Linked DNA regions of Rattus norvegicus: region 1 is linked to region 2. Evidence: chromatin contacts called from public Hi-C data. All regions are on one chromosome and are shown on one strand. The core of a region is the stretch at or near the end of the contact, and the rest is flanking DNA. Distances in the headings are between cores, read along the strand shown.

What was found. Hi-C and Micro-C count contacts between places; a contact is called where the count stands out from the background.
Region 1: a Hi-C map of liver shows a contact between it and region 2, with 4 times the contacts expected there. The contact joins two enhancer-like sites. A contact is called at or near these places in 9 of 12 Hi-C or Micro-C datasets (the A7r5 cell line, the Rat2 cell line, Schwann cells and 4 more) and 1 of 1 datasets of contacts at active chromatin or transcription factors (oligodendrocytes).

The regions. Positions count from the first base shown.
Region 1 is chr2:218,577,600-218,583,495 of GRCr8, forward strand. The region is part of intron 1 of Ank2 (ankyrin 2); the gene reads right to left. Among named protein-coding and RNA genes, the nearest start is that of Ank2, 48 kb to the right of the region's middle. Within about 2 kb of position 2,207, at least 3 of the 93 cell types and tissues checked have an H3K27ac peak or open chromatin away from gene starts, as enhancers often do. A contact at or near this core is called in liver, where this site is marked.
Region 2 is chr2:218,445,635-218,451,615 of GRCr8, forward strand. The region is part of intron 1 of Ank2 (ankyrin 2); the gene reads right to left. Among named protein-coding and RNA genes, the nearest start is that of Trnav-aac18, 64 kb to the right of the region's middle. Within about 2 kb of position 3,732, at least 2 of the 93 cell types and tissues checked have an H3K27ac peak or open chromatin away from gene starts, as enhancers often do. A contact at or near this core is called in liver, where this site is marked.

The DNA of each region.
Region 1 (5,896 bases), core at 957-3,456, 130 kb after region 2:
ACATTGACATGCATCCCTGTATCTCAGAGCCACAGACAAAAGAAAGCAATGGGCAGAAAGCTCATTTTCCACGCAATTAAAATGCACTCATAAAAAGATAATTGCTAGGAGAAGATTGGATGAGTCTGCAATTGGATGAGTCACCTGCTCTCTCTACCACGATGAGCCTTGGACTAACACCACCAAAATGGAGCGAGAACAATAGGCTACCCAAGGTTCATGCCACATGCTGCTGTCCTACAGGAAGCTTCGTGTGGCATCAGCAAAGAGAAACTCCAAAGCAAGCACAAGACATGAGACAATCTCTCTCCAGTGACATTTCAATAACCCAGGATAGCTCTCCACCATCTGCTCCCAGTCCTGGACCCTCCAGACCTCCAGATCGGTGACCCCACTATTCCCTGGGACTCCCCCTCAGTATCACCTACTCACCAGGGATATGGAGAATGGAGTGAAGGCAGTTTGAGTGATTTCTAATTCTCTTCCCATTGGTAAAGGGACAAAGAGCACACACCCAACCTTCTGTCTGCACGAGTCGGAGGGGCTGAATCAGATTGGGGGTGGTGGGAAGGCAAAGAGACAGAGAGAAAAGAAGGAAGGGGAGAGAGGGAGAGAGGGAGAGGAGGAGGAGAGGGAGGAAGGGAGAGGGGGAGGAGAGGGAGGGAGAGGGGGAGGGAGGGAGGGAGGGAGAGGAGGAGGGAGAGGGAGGGGGAGGGAGAGGGGGAGGGAGGGAGGGAGGGACTACCTGTTGTTACTTCATACAGCACTGACAGAAAAGGAGAAGAAAGACCAGGTATAAACACTGCTGTAGCCATCCAGGAACAGGAAATGCATACATGGCTGTACATGTGAAGAAACAGGAATGGGATGGTGGGACCATGAAGCCTATGCCTCAGAAATTTTCATTGGCAAGCTGGAAATCCAGGAAAGCCAAAAGTGTACGTTCTAACCCAAATCCAGAGACAGGACAACTCGAAGTGTCACTCATTTCCATGACTTCCTCTAGGAGGCAGCACCACCCCTGCTCCTGCTGCCTGAAGCTCTATGCACCTGAAAGTGAGATCAAGTAGAGAGTCTTCATTCCACACTACAAATTCCCAGGATCCACGAAGCCCTAATAAACACTACCCTCCAAACCCGCTTTGGGAATTATCCTAGGAGATCTAACTCTTCAAGAAGAAGGGAATTTGATGTCCTGGCTTTTGGCAAAATGTAGAGGAAGAAAATATGGAATTCCAAGAATCTGATACACCCTAGGTAGTGTCCAACAGACCATGCCAGAAGTCACTCTATCATGGCCTATGAGGACTGTCTGCTACCTCCCAGGCAGGACCCACGGCTCTAAATATGCTTTATATGCTGTAATAAAAGGTGTACATACCAAGTCTAATTCACCGTTTCAGTTTCTTGGCTTTGTTAAGCTGGCCTCCCTTCCTTAGTCTTCACTGTTACTTTGTAAGTTCAGGACCAGAGGTGTTCTAACTCCTGTGAGCATCCACCTAACGCAATCAGACTGCACTACAGCGGGCTGGCTGTCTTCCCCCAGCACGAACCTACGGTCCTCAGTACACCTAACTTGTGTGCCAGTCTGTTTTTGCAATGCTGGGGGAGAAACTCAGTGTGCTGTGTGTGCCCGGCGAGCACTTCTCACTGAGCCATCTCTCCAGCCCCACTCACACATTCTTTAAATGTTTTATTGATAAAACTTGTTGGGGAGGGTTGAGTAGAGATGGGGTCTTGTGTAATGCAGCCTGGCCTCAGAGGCACTATGACTCTGAATCCTGGGTCTCCATCCTGGTCCCTCACTACCCAAGTGCTATCAGAAGAGCACACACTGCCCAGATGTGGACACTACACCCGGTTTCTACAGCCTGGTCTCTAGTCACTTCTTTAATTTAGAGCTGAAATGGGAACTCTGTCCCAAATAAGAAAGCAGAACCGAGTCTCCGGCATTTCCAGTGTAGAGACTGGCTATGAAATACCAGGAGTCAAAAGAAACATAATGTCCAACAAAATAAGAAGCAACAGTGTATTTAAATTTCAGCCTTGCCCCCCCCCCCGTGTGGTTACAACTGCCATGAGCTAAATGAGATGTTTTCCCTTTAAGAATACTTTCCTTTTTATTCATGTGTACACGCATGTTCAGATGCGTGTGGATGGGTATGTGGATGCCAAATACTCTCAAAGACCAGAAGAGGGCATCGCATCCCCTGGAACTGGAGTGGTTGTGACCTGCTACTATGTGTTGCTAGATACTGAACTCAAATCCTCAGAGTGGTAAATGTTCTTAACCCCTGAGCCATCTTTCCAGCCCCAGTTCCCTTAATATTGAGACACAGCAGATCCTGTACTGGCTTCTGAGCCCCAGCTGAGCCTCTGCCACTGCCGTGCACAGGTTTTCTATAAGTGGCATTAAAGGGAGCCAAGGAGATGGGAGTCAGGAAGATTGAAGGAGAAATACAGGAAATCCCTCGAGATTAAGTCTGTGAGCCTGGAGGGAATGATTTCTTCGCAGAAGAATCTCCTGTTTGTCGGGAGATAAATCTGGGTGAAGTTGTAGGCTCAGCTCAAATGTGTGCCGACCTGTGCTCTGAGGGCCTGGAGGACTATAAGCTACCGACTGTGTTTCCTCCCAGGAGTCCAGCTAGGTAGGAAGTCAGATCCTGTATAAACTTGGGGAACGAGACGATCTCTGTAAACTGTGCTTTGGCAACGATTCACAGAGGTAAATAGAAGTGTTCTATGGCCCCGTGAGAGTCAAAAGGAGACTACTGAAGAGACAACCATGGACAGAGGGGCTGGGAAGCCCCTTTGCTTTGAGAAATTGGACTGTGGACCAGTCTACTGCCTCCTCACATAATGCATAGTCCCGGCCAGTTAAACTTCTGAAACAGCTAAGCAGTTGCCCAAAATTCAGTTTAAACAGCCACTGTAAATTGCTTTCAACCTCTAAAATTAGCAACTCCTGGGCATGGTAATGCCCACCTTCAATCCCAGAACTCCAGATGCAAAAGGAGGAGGAATTCTGTGAGTTCAAAGCCAGTCGCCAAGTCTGGTCTACAGAGAGAGTTCCAGTGCATTTAGCAAGTGTTTTAACTAGACATTTGCCACAGTAGGAATGAGTATGGCCTGCATAGAGCCACAGCCAGATAGAATTCTTCCTGACAAATTCACAGACTGACCTTGAGCTAGATAGAGTCTAGCCTTTAAACACGTTCAGCTGGATGATACTTCTCCAGTAGTCTTTCCTTTTTAATGCGTTTTCTTAAGTGGACTGACAGTCATCGACGTTACAAAATGATTCCACAAGTCATTATTCAAGGCCGATTTAGCACTTCCTTTCTATAATTTGCAAGGTTAATTCCCTCTAATGAGACATTGAATATGCATAGACTTAAACTATCAAGCAATTAAGCATTTGCAAAACAAACTTCAGTTTTAACAGCAAATTCCGGCCACAAGATGGCACTAGAAAGTCAAAAGCATTTTGTTTAAAAACTAATTTTTGGGGTTGGGGATTTAGCTCAGTGGTAGAGCGCTTGCCTAGCAAGCGCAAGGTCCTGGGTTCGGTCCCCAGCTCCGAAAAAAAGAAAAAGAAAAAAAAAACTAATTTTTACAAAATCTTAAGTGCAAGTTAATGTCAAAAGATATTTAGAACTGGGCTGGGTATGGTGCAGCGTTCCTGTAATCACAGTGTCCACTGGGGAGGTGGGGACAGGAGGGTCAGCAATTCAAGTTAACCTCAGCTACATACTGATTTTGAGGCTAGCCTGGGTTGCTTTGAGACCCTGTGTCAAATGCTGCTGCTGCTGCTGCTGCTGCTGCTGCTGCTGCTGCTGCTGCTGCTGCTGCTGGTAGTAGTGGTGGTGGTGATGATGATGATGATGCTAGTAGTGGTGGTGGTGATGATGGTGGTGGTGGTGATGGTGATGATGATGATGATGATGAAAATTAAGAACTGCTTTCATGCTACCTAATTTCTTTTCCAATAAATGTTTTTATAAACTTATTTGCAAACTTTACCACTGTCAAAAACTTGTGCAAATGTGTACAACATACTTCTTTGCACTGATAGGATAAATATCTTTTAAGCTGGGTATAGCTCAGTAGTGGAGTTTGGGGCATGGAAAACTGGATTTGACACATACCCGCTGCTGTGTGCAGAGGAAGAAGTAGCGGAGGAAGAGAAGAGAACAGATTTATGTAAGTAATAAATTGAACTCTAAAGAAACAGGCTATTATAAGTCACCCTGAGATGCATAGTTAGGTGGAAGCAGGAGGATGTCTGAGTTCAAGGTCTTTTTACAATTGGAGTTCCACACTAACCAGGCTATTTTAAATAGTGAGACAATGTTTTTAAAGGAAAGAACGGAGGAGAGGAAAGGAGAGGAGAGGGGAGGAAAAATAACAATACCAAAGAATGCATTTAGTTCATTTAAAAAGTACACTGGGGTCTGGAGAGATGGCTCAGCAGTTAAGAGCACTGACTGCTCTTCCAGAGGTCCTGAGTTCAAATCCCAGCAACCACATGGTGGCTCACAACCATCTGTAATGGGATCTGATGCCCTCTTCTGCTGTGTCTGAAGACAGTGACAGTGTACTCACATACATAAGAATAAATACACCTTTTTGAAAGTACTTTGGACCGGAGAGGCTGTGGGCTGGGGTGTGTGGCAGCTCAGTGGTGGATGCTTACCCAGCATGTGCGGCCCTCCATTGGCTCTCCAGCTTGACCGAAGAGGGAAAGAGTCTACATAAGAAACCCACCGAAAACACTTTGGTTTAAGGCATCCTAGAATAAGATGTGACCCTAGAGAAGAGAACCTGGTTTTGTTTGTTTGTTTGTTTGTTTGTTTGTTTGTAGGGATCAACACCAAGGCCTTACATAAGCTCAGCAAATATTCCACCCTCAACCCCAGCCCAAAGGGTTCAGGAACATGGTTTGTTCTCAAGCCTACACTGGATAAAATAAAGTTAAGGTGAGGAAATGTAGCTCTTAGCTATCCAAGGTTGATTTGTAGGTTGGGAAGCAGTGATGGTAGGGGAGCCACCACGGTGGAGTGGAAATCTATAATCTTAGCAAACCTCCCCAGACCTCAGTCTCCTCGATTATGAGGTGGGGATCTTACGTTAAGCGGTACCTAAGGATCTTTCAGTCCTGCTCCTTGCTGTGAAAAAAGCAAGTGACTATAAAATACAGAGCTGGTAGGAAATTGAACATGATGGCAAAAAGGCAGGGACACTGGGGGTGGAGGTCAGTGACAGAGCACTGGTACAGGGCATAAGAAGGTCCTGGGTTTGAATCCCAGTACTGCCTTTAAAAAGAAGAAAAAATGCATAAGAAAAAATATCATGGATACGGAAGTCCTTTGAATAGCATAAATTCTTCTGTGTGTAGTGTATCAAGCTTGTAATCATCAGTGATGAAATAGAGTTCCAGATGGCAGAGGAGTGTCAGATCAAGAGGAAAATCTGGGAAGAGAAGAAAGTGGACTGCCTTTCACAAACTAATACACACACACACACACACACACACGCACGCACCCCAGTCTCCAGATTGTGAAGAGGGATTGGTAGCCAAAGAAGTGGTCTGACTTCTTCCTTTAATATCTTAGTCTGATGGTACAACCATTCTGGAAATCAGTCTGGAGGTTCCTCAGAAAATTGGACATTGCACTACCTGAGGATCCAGCTATACCTCTCTTGGGCATATACCCAAAAGATGCTCCAACATACAACAAGGGCACATGTTCCACTATGTTCATAGCAGCCTTATTTATAATAGCCAGAAGCTGAAAAGATCCCAGATGCCCTTCAACAGAGGAATGGATACAGAAAATGTGGTACATCTACACAGTGGAGTACTACTCGGCTATCAAAAACAATGACTTCATGA
Region 2 (5,981 bases), core at 2,482-4,981:
GACTCTATCCTTGTTTCCCGTGCACAGTCTGAAGTCATCTAAATTACATCTGACATACAAATTAGCTTTGATCCATAAGCCTTGTAACTAAATACCAATCTGAGCTCCTAATTAAAGCCCATTGCCCGAGAGTGCCAGAAGAGAAATTAAATTATATTCCCTCGGCCATCTCCTCCCCACCACCCATACCCCATCGTCTACATGTTTATAATAAAACGGGGTATAGGAGAAAGAAGGGAAAAGCATGGACTCCGTTTTCACTCCGTTTTGTGGAATTTCATTAATCACAATTGTCACTCGTCTACGCAACACACCCAAGCCCCAAGATACAGAAGACATCTAGAAGAATTTAATGCTGAGAGCACCTTAGAATACCTACAACCCTGGGTTTGCCTATGAGCAGCCAGGATTCCACAGAAATGGAATCCAGGAGTGGATAAAACCAGACATAGCAGTGCGCCTGTGACGGCCGCACAGTGGGGGTGAGAAGCAAAAGATCAGGGGTTTAAAGTCATCTTTGGCCACTAAGTAGCCTAGGTTGGACCTGGGCTACACAAAACTTGGCCTCAAAAGAAACAAATTATCTTTGAAATATTATGCTAGTCATTGAAGAGCTATTAGCCATGAGTGGTGGCCCACAGCTTTAATCCCAGCACTGAAGTCCAGGCAGGCAGATCTCTGAGTTGGAAACCAGTCTATTCTACATAAGGAAGTTCCAGGACAGTCAGGACTGTTACACAAAGAGAGACCCTGTCTCAAAACAACAAAAACAAAACAAAACCAAAAACCATAAACAACCTCCCCCCCCAAACAAGTGGCCATTTGTGCCAGCCACTCTTCTAAACATTTTATTAATATTATTGTTTGTTGTTCTTAGAGACAATCTTGCTGTGTAGACCAGATGGGCCTCAAACTTAGAATCCTCCTGCTTCCACTTCTCAAGTGCTGGGGTTACCTGTTTAAACCACCATGCCTAAATGTTTTGTTTACTTTGGGGATGTTGAGACAGGATCCCACAATGTAGCTCTGGCTATCCTGGAACTCACTATGTAGACCAGGCTAGACTCGAACTCATAGATACAACTGCCTTTGCCTCCCAAGTGCTGTGATTAAAGGCATCGGTCACTGCATCTGACTTTATTTACTTTTTTAAAAATATGCCTAAAAAGTAGGTTCTGGAGACTGGAGAGGTGGCTCAGTGGTTAATAGCACTGGCTGCACTCCCAGAGGTCCTGAGTCCAATTCCCAGCAGCCACATGGTGTCTCACAACCATCTATAATGGGATCTGATGCCCTCTTTTGGCCCGTAGGTGTACATGAAGATAGAGCACTCAAAATAAATAAATAAACAAACAAATAAATAAATCTTTTTAAAAGTTTAAAAGGAAAACATAGTCCTTCCTCTCATTTTTTTTAAATGTAAGAGTTGATACTTAGAGAAGCCTAAAAAAATAATGTATGTCTAAGCCAGGTGGTGGTGGTATATACCTTTAATCCCAACACTTTAATAGCAGAGGCTGGTGTATGTATATCAGTGAGTTCCAGGCCAGCCTGGTCTACCAACCTACTTCCAGGACAGCCAGGGCTATACGCAGAAACCCCGTGTCAAACAAAAAACATGTCTAACTTTCCAACTTTTCCTACGTAATTTAATTATCTGCTCTTTCTTTTCAATTAGTTGGGTTCATAAAATACAAACATTTCTCCATTTTACAAAATCTTCTTCAGCCATATAATTTTTTAATTAATTTATTTTTAAAGACTTATTTATTTATTTATTTATTTATTCATGTATTTATGCGAGTACACTATAGCTGCCTTCAGACCCACCAGAAGAGGGCATCAGATCCCATTACACATGGTTGTGAGCCACCATGTGGTTGCTGGGACTTGAACTTAGGATGCCTGGAATCGCAGTCATTGCTCTTAGCAGTTGAGCCATCTCTCCAGCCCCTAATTAATTTATTTTTAATTAAAGCTCCATTACATCATTTCTCCCTTTCCTTTTCTTCCTCCAACCTCTCCCGTGTTCCCTTCACTCCCTCTCAAATTCAGAGCCACTTTTTAGTTGTTACTGTTACATACATATGTGTATGCATACACACACATACACATGCACACACATGAACATACACACATGCACACACACACATGCACACACACAACCTGATGTTTGTGTAGTGCTGCTTGTGTGTATGTGGTTTCAGAGCTCAGCACTTGACACTGGATAACCACTTAGGGGGCCCAGCCCTGAAGAAGACTGACTGTCCCACTCTCGTCAGCCCTTACTGGTCTATATCTTTGCCCAGTAATGGGGCTCTGTGAAATTTCTCCCCTCGGTGTCTATTGAGGCTGTCGGTCGCATCCTATTTCCTATCACGTGACTTTAGAATAGTATGAATGAAACACTTAGACACCGCTTTGTTTTGTTTTGAGACAAGGTTTTTCCTGTGTAGCCCTGGTTGTCCTGGAACTTAACCTATAGACCAGGCTGGCCTTACATTTACAGAGAGCTGCATGCCTCTGCCTCCTAAGTGCTGAGATTTAAAGGCACGTGCGACCACCAGTGAAAAACTTAAACATCTTAAAGACACATTTAACAACCTTTATGCCGAAGTAGCCAAACTCTTCTACCAGTCGCAGAGTGCTTTCCCAACCTTTAAAATATTGCCAAAATCGTACTGCCGACACGAGGGGTTCTCTATTTCTTCCTCCCCTGGATCTTAGAGTCTTAATGGAAATACAGCAGCAACTGCTCCACACGTGAGTAAATCATACCCGGGTGAGCCAGTCCCTGCTTGACTAAGCCCCAAGACTGAATTGCGTCTCGAAGACAAAGCAATACACTTTATGATGTCTGACCACAAAAATATTGTTTGTCCATGAAGAGAATGTGTTCAAAGACTGCAATAGGAGCTTTCTCTTTGGGGTTCTTCTCGTTGAAAGGTAAATCCTGAGTAGGTTTCTTAGTTGTGGTCTAGAAGTCCTTATGTCAAATGTTGTTCCACCTCTCAGTCCATGTGGAGACCTGACTTACCGAGTGGAGCTTCGGGCATCTGGAAAGCCTCGGAAACCTAATCAAATTGCATTATAAACAATGCTAAAAGGAGTCTATGCTAGAAATATTTGGAAAATAATTTTATCTCCCTAGTATATGTTCTGGTAGAATCAACCTTGAAAGGTCACCAACTCCTCGGTAGACTTTGTGCCACCAGCGTTCTAGGCAATTGGCTGTTCTCTCTCATCCCCACCACTGTTTCTGCTTCATAAGAGTCTTGTTAAATAACCTATGAGTTACTAACTATATTGCTCCAATTTATCATTTTCCCAAAAGGAAAATAAAGAAATTAATCAAAAATGATCTCAGTAATGGGCAGATAAACATTTGGGTCTTTTTTTAATGTAAAAGAACACGCAAAATATCTCCTGTGCCGAAGACTGTTCTGTTCTCCAATAAACATTTGTTGCACATGTCAGATGCCTGTAACTGTGTCCTGTGTTTGCTGCTATGGCGGTGGCAGTTACTAAGGCACTGGAAACAAGACCAGGAAGGTTACAGCCTCATAAAACCAACAGACCACAAAATGGGAACGTGCGGTAATAACTTACCGTGCAAACATAAATGCATTGTTTAATTGGAAGTTGACAGCCACAGGCCAGCAGGATGGCTCAGTGGGTAAGGGTTTTGCTGCCTGCCAAACTTGATGACCTGAGGTCAATCGCCAGAAACCACATAGTGGAAGACGAGAACCAACTTCCACACGTAGTCCTCTGACCCCCACAAGTGCACAGCAGCATAAACACACACACTAATCACGTGTGCACACACATGTGAACACACATATACACTGAAAACATATAAAACACACACATACACACTGCATAAATATAAAAACAAAAGTTTAAGTCACTTTTTTAAAGAGAGAAGAAGTTGACAGCCAAGTACATCATGTGGCCATAATCCAAGCAGGGGAAAGGCTGAGGCAGAGTAATTATAGAGACGGGCCTGGGCCACAGACAAAGGCAAAGTCCTGTGCCACAAAATACACAAGTAAATCAATCAGTCCATTAGAACTGACAGAGCTCCAATAAAAACTACCATTTCAACATGCCAAAGAGATCCACCCACCATGGGAAAGTGTTGCCATTTCTGCTATGAACTAAAAGTATATTATGATATTTAAAATAACTACGTTTTCCATCAGAATCTATTCATAAAATGATAGGTAAAACGTGTAGAATTCCTTCTATTCAAAGAAAAGAAAACACCTAAGAAGTTCCCAGAGGGGCAAATGGGGATACAACATCAGTGCATGGGTAACCTGGAGGGGAACAAAACAGGCAGGGAGAATTCTCAGAGAGGATCTTTTTGTACCTTTAGAGTTTTAATGAATTATTTAAAATTAGAACTTTAATTTTGTTAAATGGATTCTTCCCTGGTGATTAAAAAAATCTGTGGTCTCTTATGAATTTTTTTTTGTTTTTCTTTCCTTTCTTTCTTTGAAGCAGGAGCTCGTGTTCCCAAGGCTGGGACTACAGATGGGCCTCACCCTGTAGGTCCAACTTCTCAATTCAGAAAAGTAGAGTTAGCAAAATGGCCATGAAACTGATTCCACCAACCATCAGAATGGGATTTTTAATACTTTTATTCCCAAGAAGTCTGAGCTCACTCACTTTACAACAGGAGCTAGGTGCAAAACTCTAAAATGCCTAGATTTGAGAACATTTTCTCATATGTGAACTATAGAATATTCTCCAGAAAGAAGAAATTAGTAATCAGTTTAATGGTTAATTCATTCATAAACTAATGAGTTCCTAGAAATCAGCAGCAAACAGAACCGTCCCCTCCTGTGACAGTTCACCCAAGAGCAGCCTGCATTCCCTTTCATTTTATGCCACCCGATTTTTATTATCACTGCTATCTGGAGGAAATCCACTAGGGGGCACTATTTCACCACTTAGAATAAAAGTAACGTCTTTGTTTCCACGGGAACTAGCCTTCAGATTCGATTTTTTTTTTTTTTTTTTTTTTTTTTTTTTTTTTTTTTTTTTTTTTTTTGTGGAGGTAGGGAGTGGTTTGAGACAAGCGTTCTCTGAACTCCATTTGTAGACCAGGCTGGCATTGACCTCACAAAGACCTGGCTACCTCTGCCTGGTCAGCACCAGGATTAAGGGCAGGAGGAGTGAACAATTTACCTGGTTTTTAAATCACTTCTAAAGGAGGAGAAGCTCTGCTACACAGAGCAGGTTTCCTGTAGCCTACACCTTGGAAGCCTTGAGACAGCTGTGTCCTCTTCCATGTAAGGTTGGTCAAATCTTGGTAGCTTTCTCAGTCCTTGGCTGTTTTGTTACTCCTGTCTGCTGTCCTTACATATATTCTTGCACATGCACACACACACACACACACACACACGATTGTAGTCCAAACTGATTATCTCTCCCTGACCTTTTATATATGTGTACGTGTGTGTGCACATGTGCGTGTGTATATGCATATGTATATGATGTATATGTATATGATCTTGACTGAAATTTTCCCTTCCTCCTCTCCTCCTAGTCCCTCTCCCCTCCAACCCTCCCCTCCCACCTTCTCTTCAAAAAAGGGCAGGCCTCACATGGATATCAGCCCAACACGACTGATCAAGGTACAGTAAGACTAGGCACCTCCCCCTGTATTAAAGCTGGACGCATGACAACTCAGTATGAGGAAAGGGATCCCAAAAGCTGGCCCAAAGAGTCAGAGAGCCCCTGCTTCCACCATTAGGATTCTCCCAAGAAGACCAAGCCACACAACTGTAACATTCATGCCTGGGGCCTGGGTCAGTCCCACGCGTGCTCCCTGGTTGTCAGTTCAGTCGCTGGGAGCCCCCATGAGCACTGCTTAGTTGATTCTGTGGGTGTTCCTGCTGTGTCTTTGACCCCTCTGCCTCCTACAGTCTTCCCTCCCACTCTTCCACAGGAATGCATGAGCTCCAATAATG